Regions from separate parts of the Bombyx mori genome. Here region 1 is linked to region 2. A link is a contact called in public Hi-C data. All regions are on one chromosome and are shown on one strand. Each heading gives the region's core, a stretch centred on a gene start, on an enhancer-like site or on the middle of the called end of the contact. The rest is flanking DNA. Distances are from core to core; before and after follow the strand shown.

Region 1 (4,712 bases), core at 128-2,627, 73 kb before region 2:
TACGGAACAAAACATAGACACAGTGACACAGTCTATTCGCGAAAATCCGACACAGTCAACTCGTAAGCGATATGTGGCTATGATCGAAGAGTTTTTCATACCAGAATTGCAAAACTTTTCAGGCTTTAATGCCAGGACGTGGTTTCAACAGGATGGGGCCACTTCTCACACCTCTAACACTGCTATGCCCGTTATCCGTCAACTTTTTCCTGGCAAAGTTATCTCTAAGAGAGGAGACATTTCCTGGCCTCCACGTAGTCCAGATCTGACCCCGATGGATTTTTTTTTGTGGGGCTACCTTAAGGCTAAAGTATACGACACAAACCCGCGGTCAATTGAGGCCCTAAAAGAAAACATCCGCAGAGAAATGACAAGCATTTCAGCAGTGACGTGCCGCGCAGTCATCGACAATTTTAGACGTCGTTTGCAAGAGTGCCGTGATCGCAACGGATTACATTTAGGAGATGTTATTTTCAAAAAATAATTCCCGTTTTTTAAGCTTTTTATGTAAATAAAAATTTAATTCATAATGTAATTAGTTTTATTTTAATAATTTTTTTTCATATCAAAGGACTTATGGGCCACCCTGTACAAGACAGTTCTCCTTACTTCTACCCTCCATAATTTTGAAACGTAATTTTAGGATCACAATTACTTAGTTTAAGTTATTGTGGCCATGACTGTAGATACTATTGGTATGGTTTCCATTTCTTGTGAGTATCGAAATATTTTGTTTCCTTTTTTCGCTTAATTACAGTACAATTTCACGGCCCACCTTGGTTTAAGTGGCTACCGGAGTTTATGGAGATTACAATGTGAATGCCGCCACCCTTTTTCGATTTTCTATTAAAAAAATCACCTTGTATTGCGGATTTAATCGCTACAAGCTAGGATTGTCTGCTGATTATCGTAAACACACATGTGAGACATGTTATAGTTACCCTTCGAACCCGAAAACCAAATGTCTTTGTTAAAGATAGGTACTGATTTGCAGCATGAATTAAATTGAACACTGTGTTGTTAGATGGTTAGCCACTGGAGAATGTAATGTTGGATTCTTTGGATAAATGACAAACGTTTCTCGGGCTTACATTTTTATTGTTACATATTCACAGGTAGAATCTTACATCCTTCTCACACGTACGTCGTATAGAATATGGCGGATCAGTCAAAGAGTGTAGGTATTTCGTAGAAGCTACAAATTTGCAGCTACATCTACTCCATCCCCAACAACCACTTTGTTGCCTGCACCGGAGTCTGAGAAGAGGACAAGAAGCGGAAGACGAGTACGATTCCCAGACTTCTACCAGACCTAGCTAGATCAGAACATCGATCGCTGTCGCGATCTCGGAGGAGAGCGCTGTGGCGAGCCCGAGTGCGGACTTGCGCTGAGTACGGCCATGCGCTGGAACATCGGACGAAAATATTCGATGGTACTCGCAAGTGCTTTTGTTCGGTTGAGTTCGGAGCAGACATACGCTGGGTGCTCCGCTATTAACTTCTGTATTATATCGCTCTTTAATTAAATATAAAATTGTAGTTAATAAAAGTTGTAATTGGTGGTATCATTTCACTGCCACGAAACCACAAGTGGTCAGTCATCAAAGGTTAATGTTATGAGAATCGGCATTGGGTCGCATACACATTACAGAGAATAACGATCAAAAGAGTACACTAACACTTCTGTGACGACTCCACGTCTTTATCTTATAAGCTTAAAGCTTATAAAACTAGCTGTATAACAGAGTAAAAAAATTATAAAAAATAAAGTTAGTGTCCATTGTAACCAGTTTTTATTAATTCAACTGGTCAGATGGAAGTTCACGACCCAGCTGATCCTAAATGGTAACATAATCTCATAGAAATCACAATGCTGCCATTGCCACAGCTTGAGACATCAGGTCTAAATCTCAATCATATCAACCTCATCAAAACAGCTATCTTACTCTACAAATCGGTATGCACGCTTACTGCGCAGGCAGGATAGTGATAGTGGTTAAACTTAATCTTGCCGGCATATTGTTTACAAATCCAGGTGATTATAACAATGGCAAAGTTTTCTTAACACAGTATTTTTGTATTATCTGACAATCTTTTTTTTTAACGTGGCTAAAAAAACCTTTGGAAAATTAAATCCTTAAGGGCTTCATCTTTAAATAGCTTCATAGTAATGTCATTGTTTAACTTTATATCGTATAGCAATAATTTTCTTGTAGTTATGAAAAATTTAAAGTGAAAGTGATAATTAAAATAAGACAAATTTATAACCAATTTATTTTATTACTCATAATGTAAAACTTACTCGCTAAAAAGAAACATCAAGGTCTACCTATCTTTGTAACAAAGATGATTATTATTTTTCTTCAAAATAAAAATGGAGCTTACTTTGGAGTGGACTAACTTTCGACACATTATAATGATTATACATCATTGGGCTTGGAATTAAGTTAGATAATGATGAACTACATGTATGTACTGTAACCATCGGATTTTTAAATAATTAAGTGGGAAAATTATATTAGAAAGGACACTCAATTTACGACGACAAAATAATATTACATGTTGCAATGTAATTATTGATAAAATTATTGAGTATTTATTTACATGTGTACAGTCTTTTTAAATAACTTAAAGAGATCACTTCTTAACGTTGTATCCTTCGCCCTGAGGATCCAAGATCCATGGATAGTTGTTAGGACACTCCATACAAGTGAAAAGACGTAATGTCTCTCCTGGTAACTCTCTAGTTGTTAGTGGACAGGCGTTCGGCAGGGAACAGAAAGGTTGACCTTTGACGTCACATTTATCTTGTTTCCATTCTTGGAAGTCACGGAGTGATGATAATTCGGTAGGGTTTTGCATCCATTGAATAACCTGAATTAGTGAAGTGAAGTATACATCGTTCTTTTCCAACATTTCTTCGATAAACTTGATTAATTCATCTCTGTATTCTTTTTTAGATTTAAGCCAGGAGGCGTGGAAGTGGAAGCCTAAGGGAGCGCGGTTGGTTGTGTAATGACGGTTGAAGTTGTGTCGGAGAAGACGTCCAAATTGTTCACCACTTTGGATGTTTGAACATGAGTCTACAACGTGGCAACCTGGTAGAGATTCATCAAATGTGGGATCGTCCCTTCTGTCCAATTCATTCATGACCATTTCCCAAACGGGGTGACTTCTAGACGGACAGTTGTGGGCGTTGCCGTTACACTTATGTGGCATGCGGAAATACAATGTGTAAGGCCATATCGGGACGCGTCCAAGAGGAGCAGTGATGGATGCATCATACACGAAGTATTGATCACCCATCATTTCGAATTGTTTGTTTCCACCGACACGTAAGTAAGGCGCCCGAACTCCAATTATAGAAGAGTCAGTGATATTTGCGTAACGTTCAATGATAAGACGAGCTCCGGCCATTTCAGCCAACCAATCATCGTACGAACCACTCGTCCAGTATTGCGGATCATCTTTATGAGTTATGGAAAATACAGAAATTTCATGTCCTTTGCGGTGTAATTCTTGTACAGCTGCATAGTTAGTATACTTGTGTGAGACGAAAAACGTTCCTTTAATTTGACAACCGTTAGGATTATGACGATTACCGTTGAATATTTGTTCATATAAATCGATGTTGTCAACATTCACAGCACCGTTAAATGTAATAGTAACCATTTGAGGTACTTGATTTGGTTCAATTCCACCTGGGATACGTGTACCGTCAGCAGAACAGAAACAGTCAGGTAGGACGCACTGGTTAGGATCACAGTCAGGCGCTCTATTTGGGTCCAGTTCGACAGCTGTTGGCAGAACACATGATTTATTGGCATGCAATTAAAATAATTTCTTTCAACAGTTTTGTTGTTTTTCAAAATAATTATACTTACTGCAAGCATTTTCATCGGATTCATCTTTGCAGTCTGGTTTACCATTACAGAACAATTCTTTTTCAATGCAATCTCCGCTGCCACAAGCCAATTTACCTTCAGGACAAATAGGTTCGTCCGTTTTCAAGATTGGTAAAACTTTTCGTGGCTCTGAAATAACAATTAATTTTTAAGAAAAAATTTAAATCACCTGCTCACTAAGGAAGAGGTAAAGTCGGATGGATTGTTGAAATGGGTACATAGGATTTATTTCACAGTTTTTTCTTTCAATTATTTAAAATTGCTTGCAACCTATTATTGTGGTGAAACAACCTTTGGTACATCTGTTCACTTTGTTGTCGTATTGTGTACAGAGGGGGGGACAATCGAAATTCAGAAGAGAAAGTTGAGCGAAGCGTGATAGTTTAATCTAAGTTAAAAGACTAAGTTATCAGAAAAGGTAGGTAATGTAACTAGAAAATGTTTCGTATAAAGAATCGAGAAATGTCAATTTTAAAATGATGAAGGTTGCTGTTATGTTGGAAAAGATAGATAGGAGTATTGGAAATATGATGATGAAAATATATTTTTACGATATTCATTTGTTCCCGTGTCCAATTCATTTTTGTCTGTTTATTTGTTCGAGCATCGTGCAAAAACTATCTGACGAATTTTTAATAATTTTTTTTAAATCTATAGGCCACTATGATAAGATTTAGATCTGCTATATTTTAGCTAGTTGTCATAAGGAAAGTCGAGTACAAAAAATAAAAACATTTCTTTTATAACCAAGTGCAACAAATATGTAGTATGCGCTAAAAAACATTTGTATTGTTCATTTTTAATTGA
Region 2 (4,848 bases), core at 691-3,190:
CACCACATAGAGGAGGTGCGTCGTTTGTTAAGGACCCTTGTTTACGGAAGAAACCGGCTTAATGCGATGGCTGTCCCAAGCAGCTGGACCCAAACAGCCAATAAGCGTGAAAGATCCAACGACTGTCTAGAATGAGGCTGAAGTACTCTGCTTGCATGTTACTACCTTAATACGGACGGGCTTAATGTGTGGTGGACAAGGCAATGGGACACCATTTCACTGTGTCTACCACGAAATTCACTTATAGGAAGCAAACTGAAAAGTGCAACAAAGCCACGCGATCCGCTTTCCGGCTTTTTACTGCGTTACTCCATACGGCATTGCCAACATTTTTCAAAAACATATAGTTAAAAATCAAACAAACTCTACGTATGATACGCGAGGCTATCTTGATGATAATAGTATATTAAGCAGAAGATCCCGATCTCCTCAAGCTCCTGTTAATTAGTATTAGTACATCCCTCTTATGACCGTGGTACTAGTATCCTCATTGCCTTTCAATTTAACTCCCTAATTCCAAATCCCCTAAATCTATTCGGAAAAACTCGGCATAGAGCGTCATGCATATCCACAGGAATGAAATAACCATCCTTTTTATTTTTCGGTCTGACAAGAATTCGTTAACTTTATCATATTCAGCTGTAATTAGTATTCAGTCGTATCATATTGATTTGTTCTACATGCATTTGAATAAAAATCGAGAGACATAAATACAAACAAATCTAGGGTCCAAATTAAGAACCTGTGCTTGAAGTCGTCGCATAGAACCATAACTGTAAGAATAAGACTTCAAATTTCAACGTTCACTTTATTTATATTCGCGATTTTTTAAGCTTGACTGTTCTTAGAATGATGACAACGTTGATGCTTTGAGAAGATTTTGTTTTATAAATAATAAAATATTATAATACTCTACTAAAACCTTTAGTACTTAATCTCGAAAGATCGATAAAGCACTTGTTGCTAGTGCTTATTTTCCCAACGTAAGCGGGTTTCAATGTTCAATCTGTCTTAATCTTGTAAATCTGAACAATCTCTTTTTAAACATTTTAAGATTTAAAGTTTTAAAATAGAATAATATGAAAATGTTTAATAGTCTGTCTAATTTTGGACAGTTTAAAACAATTTCATTTAAATTTAATATTTATTGAAGATATTTTCTAAAGTATGTTCCTTTAGCAATTTACAGTGAAGTATTAACATTTTTATTGATTATAACGGTAAGTAATTGTAAAGCAAAAGAAAAATAATGATCAGCTGATCACATTATATATGGATATTTTTTTGGAGATAGAGGAACAAACGAATTCGTGACACATCCACTACTAAGGGCTTACCGGATCTCATTAAACTCACATCTAGCATGCTGTTGCCTTAAACGAATAAGATGAAGTATTTTTATTTTTTGTTTATATTCTAGAACACGATTGCTTATGACAACGTGATAATATGAAACATTAAACTATAGACAAATATCATTCTACGAGTTCTAGTCTTAGTTAAGTATAATGTCGGATTTTTTATTTGAATTAAGTTTCTTGACTTAATACTAATTCATTACTAACGTTCTATGTATGTACCAATCGAAACAAATTTTTCCTATTAAATGGAATATTATGCCTATTGTTTCCCGCCGAAATCATTGAAGAATTTGATGATGTAAGCAGCCACTATGAACTTCAATTATTGACCTACAATTCAAAGCACCGCGGAACTGATCCTTCGTAAAAATTTAAGCGGCTATTGAGAGTATTTCAGTAATAAATTATTTAGTAAAACAGAACACTGTAGTGCACTAAATTGCCTTATTATTGAGCGTGTTGAGATGTGAGGGCGCGGGTGGTGGAGCAGTCAGGACGGGCGGCGCGAAGGCGGTGCGCGCACGTGCTCGCGCGCGACTGCCGCGGCCGTCGCCAACCGCCGCGCCGCCCACCGCGCCGCACTCACCGCGCCGCCCCACGCGCCCTCTGCGCTCAGCCCCGAACTACATTGATTCTACTCGCATTTTGTGAACACAACGCTCTTTGTCTCTTCTGTACGGTAATTTAATTTGAATTCGAAATTGCTGAAAACAGCTTTGCTTTCAGTATTTATCCTTAATGAGGTTTTTTCAAATCCGAGTTATAGAAATACATAAACTTAAACTCATTTGTGTCTTAACTACATAATAATATGTACATGCAACATATACCTACTTAAATTGGGGACTACTGTCCGAGAAATTGCTTATGAAATTGTATATTTTTAACTAATATACCTACTTGATCGTTATGTATCCCTTCCACTGGTTTAATGTTTCACCTGTTTCTCATTATGGTTCATATCTCAGTGTATTAGAAAAACTTCGTTAGACTTTAAGTACTTACTTTTATAAATGTTACACATTTAAAAGTTACCAAAAAAGGCAATACCAAAATAAAACCCAAAAAATGGCGATTGTGCCACATGCCTACGTTTTGATTTTTGTATATGTTTTAGATATGTATAAAATTAGAAAAATTATAAAAATGAGAATTTTTTCAGCTTCCATACATTCAGCATTTTGTTAGTAAAATAAAATAAAAGTATATCATACATAGGTATAAGTGGAGCCTAAATCAGTTAATAATACTTCTATGGCGTATTTGCAGTCGGATAAAATTAGTGGCGAATTGATTAGTTCTTTCCTTATTAATCTCATTCTAATTCTCATTCGGTAATTTTAACATTTTTTTGTACTTTTAATCTCTAAACACATTTTATTTACAACTTTTTAATAGTACATTGTTTTTTATAGGATAGAATGGCAGATGAGTTCACGGTCCACCTGTTATGTGCTTATCGGAGGCCAAAGACAGCATAACGTGAATGCCTCTAGGTATCCGTCCTGAAGCACGAGTACCTACTACCTATCAAATGTATAGTAGAACGGGTATCCCATCCTTTAAACCGAAACGAATTACTCCTTTGCGCCAAAAATAAGCAAGGTGGTGGTTCCTACTGTGGTATGAAAACATATCCTACTACCAGAAAAATATAAATATAAAGTATGTTCGAATATATAGGTACTTTACTAGTAATATATTTTTTTTACATTATCACAAGTAACATATCTAACACATGTTCTTAATAGATTATCAATACGATGACGTAAAATTGTTTAAAAAACAAAGAAACTTAGCTGTTGCCAATTGATACCAAAAATAGGCTACACCATTGCACATAATTAGCGTTACGAGCTCACAATACAATTATTGCACTATGATTTTATTACGCCCCATTACTCCTTCATAGCAGTCCGTGATCTTACCTATACCCAATTGTATCGAGTTCTACGATTATGCCAAGGCCTAAATCCTGCGACAGGTAGGTATAAATTTCTATAGAAAATAGTCGTGGCCTAAACAATAAGACTCAATAAGTCGCCCAGTGTACTCGTATCACGCGAGATAGAATATCAAACAAGATTTTATTTTATTTATTTATCGTATGGCATTCGTTTACACTGCGTGGTTATAATTTAAATTTACATTTTGTGAAATAATCGATAGCTTCTTCTGTTACATTTTTGAGATCTTCCACTTGGCTTGCGAATCTCGTTAGTGGGCATTCCATGACAATGTGGCGTATAATTTGCTCTGGGCATCCGCATTCGTTTTCCGTCCAGCCCCATCTCTTCCGCAGTTGATTACAGTGACCAACTCCCGTTCTCAGGTGGTTAAGCACGCACCAGATTGGGCGTTTTTCTTTGAAACCAGGTGGGCGGGAGTGTGGATTCAGCTCGAACAGTTCAGGTGGAATACATCTGGCTGACCATTCTTTAAGATTGAATATGCCGATGTTCAAATTCCGCAGACACGTATCATTTTCCGAAAGAAATATTTATTTAACTGAACTCGTTACGAAGGACTTCCGTGTTGAAAATGAAATAAAAATCAAACCGGTAAATTAGTTCAAAAGCACGCATCGCACGCTCGCATTTTAGTTTAAATCGTAGGTCAGCCACCATTATAATGCAATTGCTCGATATTGTTGGCCTATAATAGCAGAACACTATCTCGTCAGAGATAGTCCCCAACTTCCCCGTCTGTCCCGTCTTCCCAACCATTGAGGACTATAGGATTTACCGAAAAGCAGTTAGATGCAAATTTTGTGTCCTCATATTAAGGCTATCCGTGACCGCATCGTGTTTCTATTTGGCAGACTTTACCCGATGATCTGCAAGCGGAGTAAAATGTCCCTTCGTAAAAGGTGATACTATACAAAACTAGCATAGGTACGGCTAAGCATTAGCATATTAGCATATATAATATGCTAATGTAGAAACGTCTTATAAATATTATAATAATAACAATAAAAAACACGAGATTAAGCCTAAAAGATAGTTTCGATTCAGGATCGCCGCCGTAGGGCCTTGCGCCGAAATAGTTGCAGAGCGGAGCGCTATTTCGCAACTATTACGGTGCCGCGACGCAGCGGCTCGGCGCCATAACTTTCTCATCATGGCAGCCGCTAACTGTGCTCTTGATCCAGCTCATGCAAAACAAACTTACCCTTAACGTGTCCCAACAGATCTACCCGATCCACTATCAGTGCTGTTAGACGCTTTTTCGTGAAAATTAGCTAATAGAATCAACCTGCTTAATTTCTCGCCAAATTTTCTCACTATGCCGCGTTTTTGACCGAAATCTATTACATTATTGTATATTATTATTATAATATATTAGGTATTAGGCCCTCTCCGGGGGTGCTTCCTGCAGCTGTTAGCACACTTTTTCCTCCTGACTGAGCCTTACAAATTTAAACCTGAAGAAACACTAAATGGACAAAATAAAACAAATCACACAACTTCACTCCTCGCGTTCCCGC

What was found. A called contact is a pair of places that touch in the nucleus more often than the background predicts.
Region 1: a contact with region 2 is called in a Hi-C map of whole pupa, with 2.4 times the contacts expected there. The contact joins the enhancer-like site here to the promoter of LOC105842081 in region 2. A contact is called at or near these places in 2 of 7 Hi-C or Micro-C datasets (both in whole pupa).

The regions. Positions count from the first base shown.
Region 1 is chr4:8,380,641-8,385,352 of ASM3026992v2, reverse strand. LOC732885 (very low-density lipoprotein receptor) reads right to left here. Exons shown (of 5, transcript NM_001110326.1): 4 at 3,885-4,034; 5 at 2,261-3,797. The coding sequence ends at 2,638. Among protein-coding and RNA genes, the nearest start is that of LOC101741074, 4.2 kb to the left of the region's middle. Within about 2 kb of position 1,377, at least 1 of the 8 cell types and tissues checked has open chromatin away from gene starts, as enhancers often do.
Region 2 is chr4:8,308,566-8,313,413 of ASM3026992v2, reverse strand. LOC105842081 (adenylate cyclase type 8) reads right to left here and starts at 1,940. Exons shown (of 21, transcript XM_062668205.1): 1 at 1,805-1,940. LOC134198765 (a long non-coding RNA gene) reads left to right here. Exons shown (of 2, transcript XR_009972948.1): 2 at 1-921. LOC134198764 (a long non-coding RNA gene) reads right to left here and starts at 4,791. Exons shown (of 2, transcript XR_009972947.1): 1 at 4,533-4,791; 2 at 3,443-4,197.